Regions from separate parts of the Mus musculus genome. Here all the other regions are linked to region 3. Evidence: chromatin contacts called from public Hi-C and HiChIP or PLAC-seq data. All regions are on one chromosome and are shown on one strand. The core of a region is the stretch at or near the end of the contact, and the rest is flanking DNA. Distances in the headings are between cores, read along the strand shown. Region 1 has its middle 15 kb from the start of Gm36876. Region 2 overlaps Cep112 (centrosomal protein 112). Region 3 holds the start of Axin2 (axin 2).

Evidence for each region. A called contact is a pair of places that touch in the nucleus more often than the background predicts. HiChIP or PLAC-seq counts read pairs in DNA pulled down with a chosen protein or histone mark.
Region 1: an H3K27ac HiChIP or PLAC-seq map of heart atrium shows a contact between it and region 3, with 3 times the contacts expected there. The contact joins the enhancer-like site here to the promoter of Axin2 in region 3. A contact is called at or near these places in 7 of 39 promoter capture datasets (3T3-L1-derived adipocytes, the HPC-7 cell line, cranial neural crest and 3 more), 3 of 484 Hi-C or Micro-C datasets (nephron progenitors and uterus), 11 of 115 datasets of contacts at active chromatin or transcription factors (CD8 T cells, the SCID.adh cell line, astrocytes and 4 more) and 4 of 9 other capture datasets (adipose tissue, embryonic stem cells, liver and 1 more).
Region 2: a contact with region 3 is called in a Hi-C map of liver, with 2.6 times the contacts expected there. The contact joins the enhancer-like site here to the promoter of Axin2 in region 3. A contact is called at or near these places in 1 of 39 promoter capture datasets (hippocampal neurons), 7 of 484 Hi-C or Micro-C datasets (cerebral cortex, embryonic fibroblasts, forebrain and 3 more), 4 of 115 datasets of contacts at active chromatin or transcription factors (the SCID.adh cell line, embryonic limb bud, embryonic stem cells and 1 more) and 1 of 9 other capture datasets (adipose tissue).

The regions. Positions count from the first base shown.
Region 1 is chr11:108,963,745-108,967,885 of GRCm38.p6, reverse strand. No RefSeq gene overlaps it. Among named protein-coding and RNA genes, the nearest start is that of Gm36876, 15 kb to the left of the region's middle. Within about 2 kb of position 2,030, at least 20 of the 459 cell types and tissues checked have an H3K27ac peak or open chromatin away from gene starts, as enhancers often do. A contact at or near this core is called in heart atrium, where this site is marked.
Region 2 is chr11:108,857,085-108,860,873 of GRCm38.p6, reverse strand. It overlaps Cep112 (centrosomal protein 112), which reads right to left. Exons shown (of 27, transcript NM_001373899.1): 26 at 1,467-1,531; 27 at 259-682. The coding sequence ends at 679. Among named protein-coding and RNA genes, the nearest start is that of Gm36818, 3.2 kb to the right of the region's middle. Within about 2 kb of position 1,868, at least 3 of the 459 cell types and tissues checked have an H3K27ac peak or open chromatin away from gene starts, as enhancers often do. A contact at or near this core is called in liver, where this site is marked.
Region 3 is chr11:108,918,354-108,922,267 of GRCm38.p6, reverse strand. It overlaps Axin2 (axin 2), which reads right to left and starts at 1,919. Exons shown (of 11, transcript NM_015732.4): 1 at 1,707-1,919.

The DNA.
Region 1 (4,141 bases), core at 781-3,280, 46 kb before region 3:
CCCTTAATCAACCAAAGGCCAGACAGAGTGGTATACAGCTTTAATAGCAGCACTTTGGAGGCAGAGCCAGGGGCAGGCTGATCTCTGAGTTCAAGGCCCATTTGATCTAAGAAGATAGCTTCAGGCCAGCCAGGAATAAAAAAGAAGCAAAAGAAAACTAAATACAATAAAGTAATTGTAAAAATAAATCAATCAATGATGTACACCATATTACCAATAAAAAGAGATTTTTAAACATGTGTTCAACTTGATAGCTGTATTAAAAGGATTTGATAGTGTGCAATTTTCACTCGTGGTAAAACTTCCCAGGAAGCTAGAAATCCAGATGAAGGGTGTCTATGTCTTCTTACCTGAAGCAATAAACTTTATGACTTGCAGCTATTGTTTAGCATCCTGTAGCACCTTACCAGTCAATGAAAATGCAAATAATGATTTTACTCAAAGGAAATTTTCACAAGGGTCAGTAAGATGGCTCAGTGGATCAAAGCCCTTGCCAAATTGGGTCTAATGACCTGAATTGAAACTCCAGAATCCATAGTAGAAGGGAGGTACCAACTCCCAAAAATTGTCTCTTACCTTCATATACACAACACACACACACACACACACACACACACACACACACACACACATTTATTTTTTTAATTAATTAATTTTTTTTTTGAGAAAAGGTCTGACTATGTAGCCTTGGCTTGCCTGGAACTAAGTATGTACACCAGGCTGGTCTTAAACTCTAAGAGATCCATTTACCTCTGCTTCCCAACTTCTGGGATCAAAGGCATGCACCATTATGGCTGACTAATTTTTTTATTTGTCAGAAATAATAAAGGAATTCAGCATAGTTGGTTTTTTTTAATCAATCTTCTATCTATATGCTAGCATATAATTGAGAAATATGATCCTTGGTCTCATTTTTAAAAAACACAATGTACTTATGGACAAATTAAAACATACCATACATTTTTAATGCACATATTTTGTTATAAACAGAGTTATTTTTAAGGAGAGATGGCTCAGTGGTTAAGAGCACTGATTGCTCTTCCAGAGGTCCTGAGTTCAATTCCCAGAAATCACATAGGATCTGATGCCATCTTCTAGTGTGTTTGAAGACAGCTACAGTGTACTCATATATATATATATATATATATATACATATATATATATATATATGTATATTAATTTTTTAAATGAGGCTGGAGAGGTAGTTCAGAAGTTAAAAGAAGGGAATTCAGCATAGTGGGAATTCACCCACATGGCAGCTCACAACCATTGGCAACTCCAGTCCCAGGAGATCTGGTGTTCTCTTCTGCTTTCCTCAGGCACTGCATGCATGTGGTATGCAGACATACACATAGACAAAACACCCATCCATGCACATAAAATGAATGAATAAAAATGTTTAAAGAGAAAATGTTACTGAAAGAATTTAGAGGTAGTTCAAGGTTAAAAGACTTAAGGATAGATTTGGGGTGGGGGGTGTAGCTCAGTGGTTGAATGATTATTTAGAATTCATAAGAACTTGAGTTTGGATCCAAGCACACACACAGACACACACACACACACACCAAAATCAGGGTGGTTTTGTCCGAATTGATCTACACATTCAAGTGAGTCGCAGTTTAACATCCCATGGTTAATTGGGAGAAGCTGAGGTAGGAATTAACAACGTGATGACATAATGTGTATAGAAATATAAAGGACCAGAACTGGCCACATACAGAAAAGATGTTTAGTGAGTGAAGCTGGGGGCAGTGGAGAGACAGCTCCTTGTCTGAACTTGCTCGATGCTGGTCAGTACAACTCGATCCTCACCACAGACAACCCGGTGTTTGAAATTATAATTAATCACAGGGAGTAATAGGCCCTACCACAACCAGAGCCCAAAGGTTTCCACACCTAGCAGTGTCAGTGAGCACTGGTGTTGCAGCTTAGGAAAACAGTTTGGCAAGTTCCTGTCGTGTTGGAGACAAACACAGAACCCCATGACTTCACTCTTAAGTGAAATCATGTGGCCATCCAGGCTTGCAACTCAATGGATGAAGATGACGGGCTAAAAATAACAGCTCTGTTTATAACATCTCTAAACTGGAGGCAGGCCCACTCTCCATCAATAAAGGAACGAGTAAAGAAATGGTGTATCCATACTGTGGGTTAATAAGCAGTAATCAAATGGGAAAATATGTATATGGAAGGACCTAGATGAGCCCCTACAAAGGACACGGAACAAAACAAGCTGGCCGCAAGAGGGTATGGACTGTGTGATTCATTTATAGGAAATTCTACAGTTCTCATCGGCGGATGGTTTTGTCCCTCCTCGGGGATAGTATGTGGAAATGTCTGGAACAGTTTTCCATGAACACAAACAGGGATAGGCTATGCAGAGGCCAGTGAGGATGCTAACTGTCCATCAATACACAAAGCAGACTCCACAGCAAGGAGTCAGTAAGACTAGAAACCTTGTGATAAACGACCCTAGCAACAGAAAGCAGCTTGGTGATGGTTTCTGGCTTCAGAGGGAAAAGTGAGGGTTGACTGCAACAGACCTTGAGCAAAAGGCCAGTTTTATGTCTGGACTGTGGTCAAAGGAAACGCCATTTTAAAATGTGTTTAATATTTTGAGTCTCTGTGTGTGCTCACAGGTGCCCACGTGCCACGGCCACAGTGGGTGTGGAGGTTGAGGGTAAATTTCAGGACTTGGTTAGTCCTCGTATGGTTGTGGCAGGGTCTCTCTTATTTCTATGGCTGCTGCCCCTTGAGCTTCCTCACCAGGTCCCCAGACACACAGCCAGGACAGAACCTGGACTGCTGGGTTTGCACAGGACTAGAATTTTTACCTGCCGAGCCATTTCCCTAAAAGAGAGAATCATATTTCATGTAAATCGTATCTCAATAAAACTAATGTTTAGAAAAATAGGTCTGGATGCCTCTTTAAAACACATTCTTCTCCCTCCCACGCAGCTCGTACGTAATGGAAAGGTCACGATTATAAATTACCTTAAGGCAGAGTTTATTTTTAAACAGGGATCCCAGGTTATGTAGTCCAAGTTAACTTTGAACCTCTGACCCTTCTGCCTCTACCCTTCCAATGCTACGATGATGATAATGTTAGTATTGCCACCATAGCTGTTTTGCACGATGGTGGGGATTGAACTCAGGGCTTTGTGCATGCAAGGCAGACATTCTACCAACTGAGGCGTGTCCTTGAGTCCCTTTAAGTGGACTTCTAAGTGGTAAAGCTGAGTCTTTCACGGGGTGGGAACTTAGTTATAGTGGGGAAAGCCCGCACGTCACATAAAATTGAATCCATGTTTCCTAATTAGAATCAGAGGAGGATGGAATCAGAAGTAAGAAGCAAACACTCCTGGTGGAGCAATAGCGCTTCAGTATCCCGCTATCCCACAAATGCGCATGCGTGGACTCACAGAGCTTTGATGCCACTTAGGTGTGCGTAATAACCATTGTCCAGCCCTGCTTGCCCCTCTGCCTGTGTGCTTGCATTCACTGGTCCGCCCTTCTGAGAACACAGCAAAGTTTTGGGAGAGAGAGATTGAAGAGAAGACGGGACTTAGAAATGAGAGTTTTATAATCCTGTTCTGGCGTGTGCTAGAACAAGCCACCCCCTCGGGAAGGTCTTGGTGAACATCTCATCTAAGCCGCCCGAGGTTGGTAGCCTGAAATTGATGACGGTGGGAATGTTTACACCATGGAAATCAGTAGATGCTCCAAGACAGGAGAGCTCCTCTGGAGACCAGCTTGGTCAAGGTCGCTAGCACACAACCTCTCTGACTCAGAGGGAAATGAAACTCAAACCCCTAAAGAGAACAGCCATGGGCGTGAACAGAGACAGTGTGGTTTGGAATTTATGAGTTCTCCTCTTAGGTCATAAAAGACAGTTGCCACTACCCTGAAGATCCATCTTCCTATTGAAAAAAGAAACGGGGTGGGGGCAGGGGTGAGGCAGGGGAAAGACGGTAGCCTGGCGGGACTCTGTGGGGGTAGTTTGAAAGAAAATAGTAGTTGGTAATACTGGGCCTTCAGTTTAAATAAAACAAACTGTTTACTTTAGAAACCTGCTTTTGGAGCGAGGGAGAAGTGTTTGAAGGAGAGAGTCGTGCAGGCTGGAAGATCTGAGTTTGATCCC
Region 2 (3,789 bases), core at 619-3,118, 61 kb after region 3:
TAACAGGAAACCAGAGCTGCCTGCAGGTCATCCCACCCCACACGCCTGCAGACTGGAGACCCACATGACAAGCACGACCCAGTCATCTGATGCTGGACAGCCAGTTCATGACAAAATTATGAATTGATCTTTGACATGGTATGAGGTATTTTCCTCCAAAGCAGAAATTGATATAATCAGTATTTGTTGGGGGGAAAATACCATGTATACGCCATACTTAGCAGATGAGGTGAGATAAAATGTAAAAAGAAAACAGAATAGTATAAAAATGACATTTTAATATCTGAACAATGAACATGGGAACAACATGAACAGGTTAAGCATTTTGATATGATACTACAATCGTGATTCTTATCATCCACAACTTGTAAGACCCTTGCAAAGCATCACCAAGGCACACCACAAGCAGACATCTCCTCCCAACATACACAATTTTCAACGTGTGCTCCAGTACAATCATGGAGTCAGCAAGGAGATGGAAAAACAGAACTTAGGGAGACACAAAGAAAGCCAACCAGTGCATGGATGATGCATGTTTTTATGATATTAATTATACTCAAGCATTTAAAAAACCCATTGATCTCACAGATTACAATATCCAGATCTTCAAACCTGCTGGATGAAGCCCTCGGTGCAGCCCAGATGAGAGTCATGTATCACACTCTACCACACATGTAGTTACCTGGAAATCAAAAATCCATGTTAGGGTTTTTAGTCAATTGTAAAATGTGTTACAATTCTGAAGGAGTTGGAGGTTCAAAAGGGTATTTGCTATCAAAATTTCATCACGTATGCCTATAAGCAACTGATCTTATCATCGTCAGGCACACAGAATCTTTTGAAAAGTAAATGATTCACAAGCTCATTCCTTTTATTTTGATGCCAAGTGGGCAGCCCAGTCTGTGACTGCACTTAAAAGCAAAGTTGCCTGACGGAACTGGACCATAGTAAACATCACCTTGGTTGGTGATATCACTGGGAACCTTTAGGGAGGTCTCCTGCATCTCACAGCTCTGCACTCTGGGCCATTCCATCTCTGTGAATAGTTAACATCACAAAGCCATTGACTTATTCTGGTCATGAGAACAGTGCCAAAGCCCTGGGGATAAGGGACTTTGAAGATGTGAGCCATCACAGAGAATTGCATCATGCCACAGTCTTAAAGGAAGATGATGTCTCCTTTAGTCCTCAGTTGGGCTTCAAGACTACACCTTGCCCGACTGCCCAGGTGAGGTCCCTACCTACTCGCCACACCCAGAAATTCCCGAATCTTGTTCTGATGAATCTAAGCCCGGTGATTAAAGAGGTGGGTGACTTCTCCAAGACAAGCTGTTCATTAAAAATGTCTTCCTTTCAAGACTTATCTTGTGTCTAGACATTTCAGTGAAGACTTGCAGGTCAAGGTAAAGGACTCCAGGGGTACACAGCACACATTAACCGGAAGGCGTGTCATGCACTGCTCATACCTTCTGCTTTGGTAGGTGGTCAGTTCTTCTTGAAGGATAGATGCCCTCTTTTGTAGAAAGTTGACCTAGAAAGACATCTTATATGAGTGCACACTGCACATACAGTATGTTAGGATTTTACTTAAACTCAGACAATCCCTGGGATAACACTTGGAGGAAGTGAATATTAATGATGGATTTTTCTACATCTGGTCACATCCTGTCCCTACCGAAAATCCACCCAAGGCCACAGAGCCAATTTCAAGCTGTGTCCTAGAGGCCATCTTGATTGGGTGCCATTCTGTATCTGGCTCCCTCTCTCCTCATGACCTTCTGCCACTGCCACCTTGTACCATGTCACTCATACTGTCACCCTTTGGCTTGGGCCATTTCTCACTTTGGAAAACTCGACTAAAGTCTCTTTGTCCTCCATTGCTGGCTCAAAAGTCAGCTGTCTCACTGTTTCCCAGTGGCTCCCAGTGACCCTGCTGTGTCCCAAGCCAGCTCTCCGTCCTCTGCACCCGATACCCTAGACTTTCCTCACTCAGCGTTGTGGTTATGTTTCATGGCCGTTCCCAAACCCTACGAGCTTTTCAGGAGCGGGACGACTCTGTCTATCTCCCAGTCCCCAGTTTCTTTTACAGGGCTGGGCATGTAGCTGGTATGCACTGGCTGTTTAATGAGCGAATGAGTGAGTGAGTGAAAAGAAAATTACTGCTTTCTGGAAACCTCAAATCCATCCTGGGGATTCCCTGAGGTTAGACACAGGGTTTGGGAGTGGAAAGCCCTTGAGCTTCTCCTGGACTTAAGCCAACTTGACTTCCATCCCTGGCTTGGTCTCTAAGGCCCTTGGAAGGTTACTCGGCTCTTGCTGTGTCATCTGTGAAACAGGGTTCATGACAGTTGCTTCCCAGGGTTAGGAGTGGTGAGCTGTGCCTCATAGCACATGCCCAGTACAGACTTCACAGTAGGGGCCACCATGGAGTAGAGGGCTGGGGGACAGAGCTGTTGCCAGGAATGGTTTCCTCAGTGAGGTCGTTATAGTACATGTGACTGCTCTGTGGTATAAATGTCTATGGGATCAATGACACCTATAGATCAGGCATCAATTCAAAACACCTTATCCAACCACATAAAAACAGTTTGGGGACAGCTTAGCTATGGTTCAATGTAATCAAGAATCAGCGGCATTTGATCTGCTCAGAATTGTTTACTCTTGGTTCTTTGGTCTGAGCTGAAACCATGGCAACGGCTGGTTCTGGGGCATAGTTATGCAAGAGTACAGCCGGTAGGACCCAAAATGTGCTTGAAAGGGAGGAAAGCACAGCCTGCCCAAGTGGATGTGTATCTCAGCGGTCCTGGGCTGGCTTAGAGTGGCGACCTGCTCTTCCTGGTATCCAAGGGCTCAAATGACCCACAGGACAATTGATAATTTTGACAGATGCAAGGATCATACTGCTTTAACCTCCTTCCCCCACCCTGCATTGCAATCGATTGGAATTTCAACAATTTTCAAAAACACAGGCACCTGTGCTTTCAAACTAAATCTGCTCCCTCTAAGGCCAGACTCCTCTGTGCAGCTGCCAACTCTGAGGGCCCCGTGCAGCTGGCAGCTCTCTCTCTCTCTCTCTCTCTCTCTCTCTCTCTCTCTCTCTCTCTCTCTCTCTCCTCTCTGTCTCTGTCTCTGTCTCTCCTCTCTGTCTCTGTCTCTGTCTCTGTCTCTCTCTCTCTCTCTCTCCCCTCTGTCTCTGTCTGTCTCTCTGTCTCTCTGTCTCTCTCTCTCTCATCAACATACAGTTCCAGGAGCTTGAAGCAGCTTTTATTACAGTGAAACGATACGAACGATAACAGAGGCCGTGCAGGTGGGCATTGGATTTCTCCCCTCCCCCACACCGCCAAAATAAGACTCTCCTCTGAGGGTGTCAGGTCCTTGAGGCTGACCCCATGGACACTCTCCAGTGAAGCTGCTGGGCAGACCACACCTCAGCGCTGCCCTTGCCTCTGCTCTGCTCTGCCCCATCCTTTGTTTTCATATGCAGAGGTGAGCACAGCAGAGCCTAGGAGCAGCCTCAGAAGGACTGGTGGGAAGGGCTTTCATGCAGCCTTTTACTGAGGGAGGTGGAGAAGAATCAGCTAAGTTTGCTTCAGGTTGGCATGATGGCTCAAGCCTGGGGAGGCTGAGGCAGGGCTGACAGGACCTGGAACCAGCCCGTGTTTCCTCATGAATTTTAGGTCAGTCTGCCCAAACAAATGTCATAGTCTTTTTCTCTCTCCCCTGTCCCCCTACTATATACCTGTGGCTGGCCAGAAACTTGCTATGTAGACCAATCTAGCCTTGAACTCA
Region 3 (3,914 bases), core at 670-3,169:
ATCCCAAGCCAGTCCTTTCTCCAAAAGAAAAGAAGTCTTATCTAACCAATAAACAAGCTTCTCTCCCTAGCCAGGGAAGGATCAAACTAAGGAGGGGCGGGCCGGGGTACAGGGAGGGACGCCAGGCCAGCTGCCCGAGACCCCGGGTCTGGGTCGATGCACCCCACCCCAGTCCCGGAGCTCAGGCCGCCAGGCTGGGCACAAACCCGAAGTGGTGGGGCCGGACAGTGCCGCGCACCCGGGCGCAGAGAAGGTGGCGAGGCGCCGTTACCTGGAAGATGAAGGCCGCCAGGCTCTCATCTCCTCTGAGCCCCTCCTGTCCCGTCCCTCCCCGGCCCAACTGCAAACGAAAGCCTCCAGAGTCCCGGTATGCCGTCCACCAGGAGCGAGGCCGGAGACCCCGGAGCCCGGATGGGGGTAACTCCCTGGTGTCAAGCCTCGCAGAGGTTCCCGCAGAAAAAGGCACGGAAAGCAACCGCCTAGTCCAGAAATGGCGACGCGCGGAGTCTCGGCCTCTCCGCAAAAGGGGCGGCAAGGAGGAACGGGGGGACGGGAGCGCCCTGGGCTCTGGCCGGTTCTACCCTCAGACTGAGCCTTCACCAGCGCTCCCGGCACCTAAGCGCGGACCCGCGGATGGGAGGGGGAGACTAGTGGGGAAAGAAGTGGGAGGGGGCGGTGGAAGGGCGGGGAGGGCAAGCGGGGGGCGCCGCCACCCTTTCATCCCACCTTCCAAAAGCACTCGCATGAACACGCACACCCCAACTCATCCACACCCACGGCGACTCGACCCCCGAGGGCGAGCTGCCCGTCTCCGCCTCCGTCCCCAACGCCACTTGGAGAAGTCTCCCTGACCGGCCCCCCGCCACCCCGGACCCCGCGCAGGGGAGGGGACTCCAGCTCACCGCGCGCAGGGCCGCCCGGCCAAACCCCCCGGAGCGCTGGGCGCCGAGCCCGCCGCTTCCCCTCCGCGCGGGCCCGGAGCGCGCCCCGAAATAGCCGGCCTGCCAACTTCAAAGCGCCGCCCCGCACATCAAAGCGCGCCGGCCGCCGGACCGCCGCGGCCTCGGCACTCACCATTGATCCGCTGGCGCACTCCTTGCGGAGACCTCGCAGGCGCCGCGGGCAGAGCCCCTGCCCGGGTCCCCCGCTGGACTCGCAGAGGCTGCCCCGGGGCCCCCCCGGGCCCGCCCGGGCGTGGGGAACATGAGGAGTCTCGCGGAGGCGGAGGAGGGGGTGCACGGAAAACAACGATCCCGAGGTCTGCGCCGGGTTTTTTTTGGGGGGGGGGATCGTGCGCCCCGCTGCCCCTTTTATGCAAAAGATCCGAGTGGGCCTCCGCCCCCACCGCGGCCGCCCCCGGCCCCCGCCCGGCCGGCTTTCAACCCAGGTCCTGTTTCCAGCAGTCACTAGGCGCACCAAATGTCCTCCGGGCGCTTCCAACAAAAACTGCGCTGTGGATTTAACTGTGCACTTCAAAGGCGCGAGCCGAGCGCACGGTCCTGGAAGGGAGGTATGCGAGCCGCACCCGGGCCAGCCCAGCGCGCTCCAGCGCCCCTTTTGGGGGGCCGTGCAATCCGCACCCCTCTACTACCCCGGCCTGCTCCCGGTCGCCCCCTCCCGCGGCCCCGCGCCCCGCTGCCAACCGCCCCCGGCCGCACGGAGCTTTCTTAGAAACGGCTGCGACGGGACCGAGCCTCCGACCCCACCTTTTACAGCAAAGCTCTCCTTTGGGGAGGCGGACGCCTCGGCCTCCGGGTGGCCCCGAAATCCATCGCGAACGGCTGCTTATTTTTATTTCCCGGTTCTTGGGCTGTTACTGAGTTGCCAGGACCTTATCAAAGCGCAGCCGGCTCCAGCCGACTCCCCCGGGCCGGGCTCGGGGAGCCAGTGATCCCGCCGCGCCAATCACAGAGGCGCTCGGCCGGCCCGCGCGCCGCCCGCCTTAAAGGGACAGCGCGCGCCCGCTCTGCCCCGCCCCGGCCCGGCCCCCGTGGCACACTCAGCTCCCGCGTTAACCCTTCCTTGGCCCTCGTCTGCCCCCCGCCGGCTGCTGGCGGCCCCGGGGTGTTCTCGGCCGGAGTTCTGATTGATTTCATGTTTCAAGTTCTCCAGCCTCTGCTCATGTCTCCTCCCCCTGCCTACCTAGCGCTCTCCAGCTCTAGAATGCCAGTTTCTCTCTGGCCATTGCAAGAACTGCAATAAAGCACCCGCCCCCCCCCCGCCCCCCTCCATCAAATCAAACACGTTCCTACCTTTTTTCAAATTTCCCTGGGAATTTGGAGAGCCTTCTGGTAGGAGCTAGATCCGCTGGCCAATTCTTAGGGCGTACTCTGACTCAGAAGGCATGATGTGTGTGTATGTGTGTGTGTGTGTGTGTGTGTGTGTGTGTGTGTGTGTGTGCACTTGTGCTCCAGTATCTATTTGCACTAATATAGAAATAGTTTGTGGACAGTTGTGTTTGGATGAAGATGGGCGGTTGTGAATTTGTCTCCACAGTGGAATCAAGGTGCGCACCTCAGTTCCCCAATATTGCAACCTTACACATCAGTCAGCACCTTCCTTGCACACTCATGGACCTCTTTCCCCAACAAATCCGTGCCCACCACACTCTCCCAAAGGGCTGCCACCATCCCATATGTTACTTATTAAACAGCCGTGGAATGCCTCCCACACATACGCGGTGTTAAAGTATTAAAAATTCACCCCACTGTCACCTTCGAATTCCTTTCCACATTCTCCCCAAAATATTTATAAGGCACGGGCCTTAAAAAAATATGCCATAAGTTCAGAACACTTATTCATTCATCTGTTGTTGTAGAGCATTTCCCCGTGGATGAGCTGATAAACTTGCGGGGGGGGGGGGGGGGGGGGAATGGAAGTGAGTAGGTAGCCTGATAGAGTTCTTACTTCACAAACGCTCAGTTCCGCCCCAACCCCTGCACCACATAAGCCAGAGTTGGTGACACATGGCTGCCACCCCAAGGTAGAGCCAATCAATAGAATGAGAATTCCAAGACCAACTTAGTAAAATGGAAGCCAGCCTGGGCTACCTAAGGCTCAATCTCTCAGAGACAAAGCAGTAACACAACAGCAGCAACAAAATATCAACAGCGGAGCCCAGGGCAAAGTAATCCAAAGAGAGGAAAGCCGAGAGAAGCAAGGGCCTGGCCTTCTGAAGGGAGGGCGAACATTCCGCTTTGGAGACTTTGAAACAGGTAAGAAACATGGCTGTCCAAAGAGGGAAAAGTGTCCCCCATGTTCTACTGGAGAAAGAACCCGGGCTGCAGCAAAGGGCCAGAGAGCTCACACACCTTAGGCCTCAAATTCCACAGCCTAGAAAGGAGGCCCGGTGGGTCTCATCCTCCTGCTCTTCCTCCATGGTCAATGTACCTGGGTTTCCTTGCAACCAGAGCTGACCTCTCTAAAGCCAGCAGTCCCGGCTGTGAAATGTGGTCCTTCCGGGGAAGACCAGAGGAAGCGTGTTCCCATAATGCATCTGTATCTTGAGACAACTACCAGGTGTGAGGATACTGGGTGGCTCTCCATTCTCTCTGCCTTCCAGCTCTGACATGGTATATGGAATCCTAGACCAAAGGCATACCCGCCCACCTCCTCCATCAACCCCAGCAAAACTGTTTCCTGAGGGTCCTTGGGCCACAGAGGTATTGTCACAGAAACAGAAGTGTAGAGAGAGGCATGAACTGCCATAGAAGCAAGTACAGTGCAAAAACCCAAGGGTGTACACATATGTACCCCACCCCACCCCTGATTCTTCTCTCTCTCTCTCTCTCTCTCTCTCTCTCTCTCTCTCTCTCTCTCTCTCTCTCTCTCTCGGGGAGGGGACATAGAATCATCAAACCATCCCAAATCAAAATAAACAAGGTTCAGAAAAGAGGAGGCTTTCAGAAAGGAAT